Regions from separate parts of the Mus musculus genome. Here region 1 is linked to region 2. Evidence: chromatin contacts called from public Hi-C data. All regions are on one chromosome and are shown on one strand. The core of a region is the stretch at or near the end of the contact, and the rest is flanking DNA. Distances in the headings are between cores, read along the strand shown.

Region 1 (4,980 bases), core at 2,289-4,788, 65 kb after region 2:
CAGCCATCAGGAAAGACATAGACCCACCTCTGACCATGGCTGATGGGTGAATCCCTTGAGAGGGCTTCTTAGTAGTGTTACAATACATTCACCAAGCTGGCGAGAGAAGAATGAAAGGAAAGAGGTGAGTCTTTTAGGAGTGCATCATACCCCACATATATATGTTTGGCTATGGTACCAAAAGCAGTCTTGGATGCAACAGGATCCATGTCAAAACACCTGTACCATTCTTCACAGAAATGGATAAAACAATCATAAATTCATTCACAGAGGAGCATAAAGGACCCCAAGTAGACAAAACAACCCCAAGTAAAAAGAATAATACTGACAGTATCAGCATTGCTTCCTTCAAGCTATACAACAGAGCCATGGTGAGGAAAACAGCATGGTACTGACACAAGGCAGACATGTAAACCCACGGAAGAGAACAGGAGACCCAGACACAAAACAATGAAGCCACATCACTTCATTTCGACGACGGTGTAAAATACTCACGGTGGTGGGGCAGTCTTTTTGAACAAAAAAAAAATACTGGGGAAAGTCACATGCAGGAGAATCAAATTATTGTCAAAAAATTCTCACTCACCTCACTCAAAACCCAGTGCCAAGTGGTTCAAAGTCATTAACGTAAGACTCAAAAACTCTGAAACCAGTGGAAGGAAAGTAGAGAAGACACTGAAAAACACAGGTGTAGGTGAGCGCCTTCTGCATAGGACTCAAATGCTCAGGAACTAAGATCAGTCATGAAGAACAAGGCCTCAAAAAATGTTCCTGAGGTGTAGAATGTGGCTATGCTGTAGAGCCAAGGTCTTCAGTTCAACACCCACCCCACCCCACCCCACACACACACCACACCCTTACAGCAAATGAGACAGTTAAGTAAGTAAAGCGCCAAAGAGATAGCCTGCGGAGTAGAACATCTTTGCCTGCTTTATCCCTGACAAAGGACTGATATCCAGAATGTATGAAGAACTCAAAACTCTTAACAAATGATCTAACTGCAGATTGGGCTGAGGAGCTAAACAGACTTTCTCACACGTACAAATGGCTGTATAATTAACTAATAATGTTATTTTTATTGCTGCTGTTGTATGTGTTCAACATCCTTAGTCATCAGGGAAATCCAAACGAAAACCACATTGAGTTCAAGATGGCTATCAACAAAGAAGCACAAACTACACAGTGCTGGCGAGGGCACGGGGAAGGAGGGACACTTACTGATATCCTGAGGCTAGTCTGCAGAGAATATGTTTGTTTGTTAAGTTCTTCCCTAGGTTGGGCATTGGTCTGTCTTCAGATGTGAACAATTGAGATGCACGTTGGTGTCAAATCACTGAGGGTTTATAATTTGAGAAGGCAAAAGGGACTCTGTGTGTATTTATTTCAAAGACCTGAAAGCCTTTCCCACAAAGTTGTATGCATACCTAAACTTACTGCTAATGACCACTGTTTACACCATTCTAATAACAAGGAAAAACAAAACCAGAGCTAAGTCTTTGGAGTTCAAGGACAAAATGTGTGTGTGTGTGTGTGTGTGTGTGTGTGCGTGCATGCATGTGTGTATTGGAGGGTGAAGACAAACGAATCAAAATCAGCATTTTTGCAATCTATTCCACCTGGCCACCTTAATAACATGTCAATTAAATGATCTACATGCACTAAAAACTCCTTGGTATACTATAGAGAATGTACATGGCAAAACACTAAAAAGCATCCGGGATTCAAACTGATTATGAGGAAACATTGTCTAAAAACCTGGAAGTATCCACTCTATAACCCAGCAGGACCCTGGGTTGTTGTCCAGAGGGCCATGTCATCAAAGGAAGAGACTACATGGTTTCCTATAAACGGTAAGCTGAGCAGAGCTGTTGTCCTTTGCTTGTGAGGAAATGACTGTCAACCCCTCAGTGCCTAAATGCCTAAAACCTGTTTTATACCATTCATGTGACAATCTCCTTTCCTCCCCCCATCCAGCCCTGCTCTTTATGCAAAATGCTTGTTAGGTCAAGTTTGAATAATCATCAATTTTATACCATAGAAGCCTGAAAGATACAGTCCATTTTCTCACACACACACACACACACACACACACACACACACACACACACACACACACACACATTCTTCAAATGCTCTCTGTGTGTACAGACATCAAATGTCTCAACTTGAACTAGTCTGCTTTGCAGCTGTATTTGAGTGAACACCTGCAACCCATGGGTTATCTGAACAGTGTTCCGGGTTCTATCACTTACGGAAAAGGTAAAACTGTTTCACCATCTTTTTGACAATGTTGCAATGAACTCTTCCCTCAAGTACTAAAAGCCTGCCTGGCCTTAGCCAAAGTAAACGCCTAGCCAGTCTCAGTGAGTAGTTCGCCTCCCTTTTCTAAAGCTGTTAGCGTGAATAAATTAATGAGGTCATCACTTACCCTCAGAGGACTGACTTCTGAAAAAAAGAATATGTGAGACTTGAAAAGGTAAATCTTTTTATCGTTCCAGAGAAATACAAATATCTTCCTCTGCTCACGGTGTAATCAGCTTTTCTCGGTATTACATCATGAGCAACGATGCAGGTCATTAGTTCAGTGCCTGGATATGATCATTTGTTAGATGAACTACCATGTCAGGGTTTTGAACTGCAGCAATCAGTCAGAAGTTTCTCTTTTCCCTTGATTTATGTTTTTGAGTATGTTAATGAATGTTTTATAGATTTTAATATATATTTATATATTTGATTTATGTATAAAAGTTGATTTATGTATCAAATATATATATATATATGTATATATATATAAAACAATTAAATAAATGTTGCATCTTGACTGTTAACAATACTATGCCATACTTACTTGAATATCAAAAATCTAAATGTTTATGTAAACCATTCTCTTTATTAGTCAAGTAATAAAAAATGTAAATTACTGGTTTACTGGTAAGTTATTTTTTTACTGGTAGAAATATCAAAATTATTACATTTGAATATCAGAAATCCAAATGTACTATGTAAATTAATTTTATGTTATCAGATAAGCATATTTTAAATTTTAAAATTAACATTTAGTTTCTAATCTCTTTTCCTCCTCCAACCTATTCTTTGGCAGAACGTGCAACTAGGTTTTTGCCAAACTAAGCTTGTTCTTCTAACAGAGTAAAAACCTGCTTCCAAAGGGTGAAATTGTACTTTGATGCTTTCTTGGAAAGGCTCTGTAGTTTACTTTGTAGTTTACTAGATCTGCCTCTGATAAGAATCCAAGAGCCATTTCTTTAACCCATCTGCAACAAAGCGGTGGCCACAGACAAATCATGTTATAGTACTTTCTCTTTTCTTTTCCATGGCACTACTTTTTTATGGCCTCTAGAAACATTGCAACTTGTGGGTTTCATCTTTATAGAATCAGGAGAAAATCAATAATTTTGCAAAAGGATGTTCCTGGCTCTGACAGTATAAAAATGTATGGCTCACTATTCCAGGCATTAGAGCTCTATAAAGGTTGAATTAGGAGACTCGTGACACTGGAGTAGCAGGTAGCGTCCATGCAGAGAAGCCGTCATGCTTCCACAAAAGAGGGGAGTGACTAACATAACACTTCCAATCGTATATTAAATAGAAATGCATTTTACAACACACACACACACACACACACACACACACACACACACACACACACACACTACACAGACTCACTCAACTTTACATAGAACTGTAACTAAAATTTCATAAAACAACACTACTGGAATTACAACAAGAACACTAGTATGTTCTATTTCTTTGTTCTATGTGCCCTGTTTGTTTATAAGCAGATCATGAGCTAGTAAGAGATTTCATATCTCACTTACAGTTTTCCATTCTGCGAGAGCACCATGAAGTGTGCTTAAGAGGATGAGGAGGCTGGGAGAGCATGAGCCATGAGTCTTTGAACAGTGCCAGGGCAGTGGTCTTGTAAGGACCAGCTAAACAGGAGCCTAAGGTTGTAATCCAAAGCATGAGACCTTTGCTAAGTCACACAGACTACTTAGTTAACATAGACTCAATTGCAAAGAGCAGGTAGCAAGTGCTAATTATTTATTTAGTCCAGGGCTGTTAGGAATAACAAAGTAAGTGTGTTTTTCAATTTAAATTTGAAGTCAGTTCATACTTTGGGTAACCAGATTTGCAAAGAGACTTTTGAAGAGCTCAGATTCCTTCCCGCTCCTTCTGTGTTTTGAAAAGGGAGTCTGCACTCAGATTTAGCCTGAGAATCTGCAGGGAAGAAGATTGTTTGCATACAAAAAAAAGAAAAAGCTAGCATTGTATAATATTCTAGACAGTCTCTGGGGAACCTTTGAACTCCTCACAGACTATGGATTTGGGTCAAGATCCAATCCTTGGGGAAAAGGAAAGGCTGCTAAGAGAAGAAATGTCAGGAGCATTTGAACACCTGAGCTAAAGAACCAGATGCAGATGCTGAAGGTAAGCCCCACTCCAGATGGGAAGGTCAAGAAAACCAGGAGCACGGGAAGAAACCAGAGCAGATCACAGGCCCAGGTGGCTTCCCAAGGAGGAGGGAAAGAAGAGGGAGCTGCCACCCCCACCCCCAGGAAGCCAGAGAATAATCTCAGATGTCATTGCTCTCCCTCTCCTTCTCTCCCAACAGGGAAGGTCTATCACTGGAAATTCAGCAATTGAGTTGGCTGGCCCGTGCGCCCAGGGAACTCCTTGCCTCTGCTTCTCCAATACTCCTGGTTTCTTACTTTGGTTCTAGGGGTTGAACTTGGGCTTTTGTGCTTGCAAAGCGAGTGCTTTACCAGATGGGCAGTTTCTCCTACTCTATAAACCACTCTTATTCTTCACGGCACAGACCTTACTTAAACATCTACCATCAGGCTCTTGCCACAACTACAAAACTTTTGAAACACAAGCTCATGTATTAATTTGAATTCACTTTTTAGCAGCTTAAAAGGCTTTAACTTAAAAGTAGGTGCCTTTCATTAGTTCCAAGTT
Region 2 (5,248 bases), core at 2,015-4,514:
CTCAGCAGGGAAACCTGGCAGCTACTTAAGGTCTAAGAAGTGGGCTTCTGTTAAGAAAGGAAGATGAAACTGAATGCCATGGATCCAAACCCCAAATCACATGAGGAGAAGTGTCAGGGTTGTGCCCCTAAAACTCAATATAATCTTAAACGCCCCTAATCTCGGGGGGGGGGTCATACTGTCTCTGTCTCTGTGTCTCTGACTCTTTCTGTGTCTCTGTCTCTATGTTTCTGTCTCTCTCTGTCTTGTCTTTCTGTCTCTCCCCCTCCCTCTCTCCTCCCCTCCTCTCCCCCTCCCCTTCTCTCCCCCTTTCCCTGACCCTCTCTCTGCCTCCCCCACCCCCCTTCCCAAGGCAGGGATTCTCTGTGTAGCTCTGGTCGTCCTATATATAACTCCCTCTTAACTCAGAGATCTGCCTCTGCCTCTGCCTCTGCCTCTGCCTCTGCCTCTGCCTCTGCCTCTGCCTCTGCCTCTGCCTCTGCCTCTGCCTCTGCCTCTGCCTCTGCCTCTGCCTCTGCCTCTGCCTCTGCCTCTGCCTCTGCCTCTGCCTCTGACCCTGACCCTGACCCTGACCCTGACCCTGACCCTGACCCTGACCCTGAGTGCTGGGATTAAAGGAGTGTCCAGTCACTGCCCAGCTCACTTTCACTTTTCAAACCATGAGAAAAAGAAGCATTCCACCGGTTCTGGACTAGCATAGGAGATGATAAAGTCCTTTGGCTTTTCCAATGAGTAACAGCCACTGTGAATTCCTACTCCTGGATCCCAATCGGAGACAGACTTTCTGACCCTTCAAATTCAATTGGCATCTCTTTAAAAAAGATGAATTAACATTCTGTTACCACATACCTTGCTGAGTTCTCTCCTCCTCCACACACATTCTATACACAAACTCGAATGAATTAATATTTTATTTCTAATTAAAAATAACTACAAAGAGTGTCGCATCATGTCATAGTGGACATACATCAACAATGTGCTTCAACTTGAACCCTAGGGAAGAAATATCTCAAATTTTATGCATGAATATTCAATAAGTCTGTGCATCTTTTAGTTACAAGTTAATGTTCAGAAATAAAGATAGGTACTGTGCATTCATACGAACCAGAAAACAATGAACACCTCTTTTATAATCAAAGCCACAAATGTCCCTTATACTTCCTTTTTTTCCAGAAAAATTAAATATCTAAGTGGAATTTTTTTGATCACATAATATTTAACAATTAAGAAGAATTCCTTTTACCAAAACCCAGCCTCTAGTCACTTAAATATGTGAAATATTGTATAAAGACACAATATTAGAGTTCTTCTATTATAGTAGATATTTTATTTTCTATGAAATATCTCTTAATAAAGAGTTTTTGTATGTCAAATGATAAAGTTATCTCTGATCCCTGGTTTTAGTAGAAATGGAAGCTTTTCCAACTTGGAGCTTGGAATATATATTCAACATATCAGTTTTGGACTAGCGTATATTTGTTTTGTTTTGTTTTGTTTTAGTTTTTTTCCGAGAAAGGGTTTCTCTGTGTAGCCCTGGCTGTCCTGGAACTCACTCTGTAGACCAGGCTGGCCGAGAACTCAGAAATCCGCCTGCCTCTGCCTCCTAAGTGCTGGGATTAAAGGCATGCAATAGCACACCCGGCTTTTGGACTAGCGTATATTTAATGTCTTTGAATGTAAGGAGAAAGAAGCAGGCTTGAATAAATAGAACAGATGCCAGGAGACTGATGCTCAGACATTGTTATATCAAAAGGAGATTTGTTTTACAAAAGCCTAACTCCCTTTGGAAATGACCAAAAAGTAGATTTAGATATTTATGGTTTCCGATCTTTACTAGAACAACTTAGTTTTATAAAAACCTCAAAAAAATGTAGGACCCCTCTTTAAAAGAGATGAAATGACCTTCAAGAGGATTTAAGAGAAAAACTGAAGGAGCCCCTCAAAGCCAGTGCACAGCACATTCTGAATAAATTAACACTGAAACTCATTTAGAATACCATGACTGTAAGGTGGACCCCAGACCTTACTCACTCTGTAAGAGTAAGCTTATACCTTTCTACCAGCATCCCAATCTCTCCCCAACCATTCACACCCTGGCAGCTGGGGTTCTACGTCAAGTTCATGAACTGGCTGTTTAGTTTCCAGTATAACTGAGACCATGTGCTATTTGTCTTTGTGTGCCTGATTTATCTTACATCACATGGTTTTTCCAGGGCAATATTTCCTCTTTTTTGTGGGTGAATAATACTCCATTGTATGTGCATATATCAGATGTTCTTGATCAGTTGTAGCTATATGTGATAGATATTACTACACTACTTACTTGAACTTTGGTATTAGAACAGACTTTAGGTAGCTTATCCTTCCTCCTGATGCCCACACGTTTACTATGGAGGGGTGAGTGTATCAATCAATTTAATTATAGTTATCATTATAACATATTTACATCTATCAAGCCAATTTTATATCTTGAACATGCACAATTAATTATGTCAATCAAATAGGTTAAGATAAAGATAGGAAAAGAGAGCAGAACCTGTACTGGAGGCAACTCTTTAAGGTTACTGATTTAAATAAAGGAGCTCTGGATACTTATTTATTCCCCAGGCTAGCTACACTATCTACCTATGTCTCTGGAATAAGTACAGAAATCAATAAAGCTTAAAAGTGGCCATGATGACTACATCAAGAAAATATTTTTAAAAACCTTTCTGAAACCAAAGTTTACACTGAATCAAGGATAACAAACAATGATTTGTTCATTCATTCTCAACATGAACTTTTTCCAAAGAACAGAACATAAGCAACTGCTCTCTCTACAGACCCTAGTTCCTTAAAGAACACAAGCTACATCTAAGACTCTCACTCAGATGTTCCTTCAGTGTAGTGGGCAGCCTCTAACAGCAAGCTCACCCACACTTTCAGCATGTACTTACTGCTCCATTAAAATGTCTACTTCAGAAACAATCTTACTACGTGGGATCTTATATTGTTTTTTTACTTGTAAGTCAGCGCATAGAACCAGAAAGAAGGGGGTCAGTTTGCAGTGTCTGATGAGATTTAAACAGCAAAATAGTATGTCTGTGTAGCACCAAGACTTAGACAAAAGCAATACTCTCATTTGATTGTGAAAAGGAAATGTGTTCTAAGCCTTTGAGCTATTATCTATGCCAGAATAAAACAGGAAATGACAAAAGGTCATATCTATGTATCTGCATGAAACACTTGGGCTCTCATTCACACACCAGGCATGTAGAAGACATATTGCCTCTTCAAACAGGCCCACTCTGCTTATCAGTTTCCTGAAAGGGCAGTGAGGAATGGCTCACAGGAGCCTGAAAAGGCGACCATCCACAGAATGGAAAACAGAGACAACATAGTTTATCGTTTAACTTAAGAATTATGGTCTAGTTGGTTTCAATTTGCATAGTCCTAATCATGTCAGACAAAGGCCTTCCCCCAGGGGTTTGCATTCCATGGTCAAGAACTGAGAGAATGCAGTTATTAACCACAGACAATTGATTTTGTTTAGATTATAGGCTAAGGAGAGCGATGGATGAGAAGAGTAGATGAAAGGACTTAAAAAAACAACAACCTTTCTGCCATGAGTGAGTAGCTTGTTCTTAGGTGTTCTCCATGACTGTACAGGATGTGATGATAATGCCTGTCGTACTTCATTCTTTCCCAAATCTATTGTTCTCACATTATTTTAGCTAAGTCATGTTTTAGGTAGACTGGTGCTTCTGTCCCGATTTCCTGCTGAGTAACAGACTTCTGTAGGCTTTGGGATTGGAGAAGAGCCTGGCTCCTTTCTAAGAACAGAAGGTTTTTGCAGAGTGAATAACTTAGTGTGAAGTTCCCAAAGCCTTCTATTCACCAACAAAAGGAATCCTCCTGCTGTATTAGGAAGAATGAAAGAGATCCGAGCAGTGTGCTTTTTAATCATTTTACCTGACAGCGGTCAAAATGTCAATTAAATAAATCTTAGAAATACTGTTTATACTTCATATTTAAGTGACCTTGAATGTTTTCTGGAACTCCAATTTATCATGAACAAATCCATACTGAGCTCACAGGCAATGCATTAATCATCCACTGTATAAAGTAAGCTACACAATAAAATTAAATTAAATCTCAATTTACCAAAACATTAACATGCTAACAACTACCAACTTTGTGACACCACAGTGTAGGAATGAAATGAATAAAACAGTATATTCACTCTACTAAATGATGTAATTGAAGTTAAAAAGCTGTATTTTGTGTTCTTTGAGAAAAAGATAACATGCTGTTTACTTTAATGCAGTGACATTTTATTTTGTGATTAATTTAAAAATAACATTGTAAAAACTACAAACTCATTTTAATTTGACAAGCATTTGGTAATTAATTTTCAAACAATGCTATGGGAACCCAGAAAGCACTCTTCCTTTGACATGTATTTTATAATTTATTTTAAAACAATGCCGCACAAATCTGCAAAGGCATAATTCATTTGGGAGTTCATTAATTATGCAAATGAGTTGCAATTAACAAATCTGTTCCAAGGATGGCATTTGCATAATAATGAACTTCATGTTTGTGACATTATTTAATAAGATACCTTTGTGCATTTTTAAACGAAACACTCTTGTGAATACTGTGCGATGAGTTAGGGTTTGAAATGGACAATGTAGTCAGTGAGATTCCAAACCACATGCAGAAAAACGTTGTTAAAATAAACAGAATTATAGGTAATTCAAATAATAAATATGGATTTTTAGAACACACGGGTTTTGATTAGTCTCAGCTTCCCCAGATAACATAAGACATCATTTTACATTTATAAAGACCAATATACAAATTAGACTAAAGTGAGGTGAAGCAAACAGAACTATAGACTTCAATTTAATCTTTCTAGTAAAAGTGGGTCACATTCTATACACATGAACCCTAAATCATGAACATTATGTTAAAAATAAACATATTATTATATATCCAAAGACATCTTTCAGAGACTTATGTCAGATGCCAACAAAACCTTCATTACCTTTCAGTCATCATTTTCAATCATCTGTAATGGATGTGACTGTGGCCAAGTTAGTGTGGATGACAGGAAGGTGAAGGGATGGGGAGGTGGTCAGTGTGTAAGAATGCTTGCTCTGCAAACATGAGGATCTAAGTTGGAATGGTCACTGTTCTTCTAAGAATCTGGGCGTGGCTATGTGTGCCTATGGCCGTCCAGCTTTATGAGACAGAAATGGATAGA

What was found. Hi-C and Micro-C count contacts between places; a contact is called where the count stands out from the background.
Region 1: a contact with region 2 is called in a Hi-C map of group 2 innate lymphoid cells, with 2.5 times the contacts expected there. The contact joins two enhancer-like sites. A contact is called at or near these places in 1 of 15 datasets of contacts at CTCF or cohesin (CD8 T cells), 9 of 484 Hi-C or Micro-C datasets (the C10 cell line, CD4 T cells, bone marrow-derived DN3 thymocytes and 5 more) and 2 of 115 datasets of contacts at active chromatin or transcription factors (bone marrow-derived macrophages and microglia).

The regions. Positions count from the first base shown.
Region 1 is chr2:79,235,098-79,240,077 of GRCm38.p6, forward strand. It overlaps Gm35813 (a long non-coding RNA gene), which reads left to right. Exons shown (of 4, transcript XR_866504.2): 3 at 1-124; 4 at 238-2,719. Gm39866 (a long non-coding RNA gene) reads right to left here and starts at 91. Exons shown (of 4, transcript XR_866506.1): 1 at 28-91. Within about 2 kb of position 3,539, at least 2 of the 459 cell types and tissues checked have an H3K27ac peak or open chromatin away from gene starts, as enhancers often do.
Region 2 is chr2:79,169,932-79,175,179 of GRCm38.p6, forward strand. No RefSeq gene overlaps it. Among named protein-coding and RNA genes, the nearest start is that of Gm35748, 50 kb to the left of the region's middle. Within about 2 kb of position 3,265, at least 27 of the 459 cell types and tissues checked have an H3K27ac peak or open chromatin away from gene starts, as enhancers often do.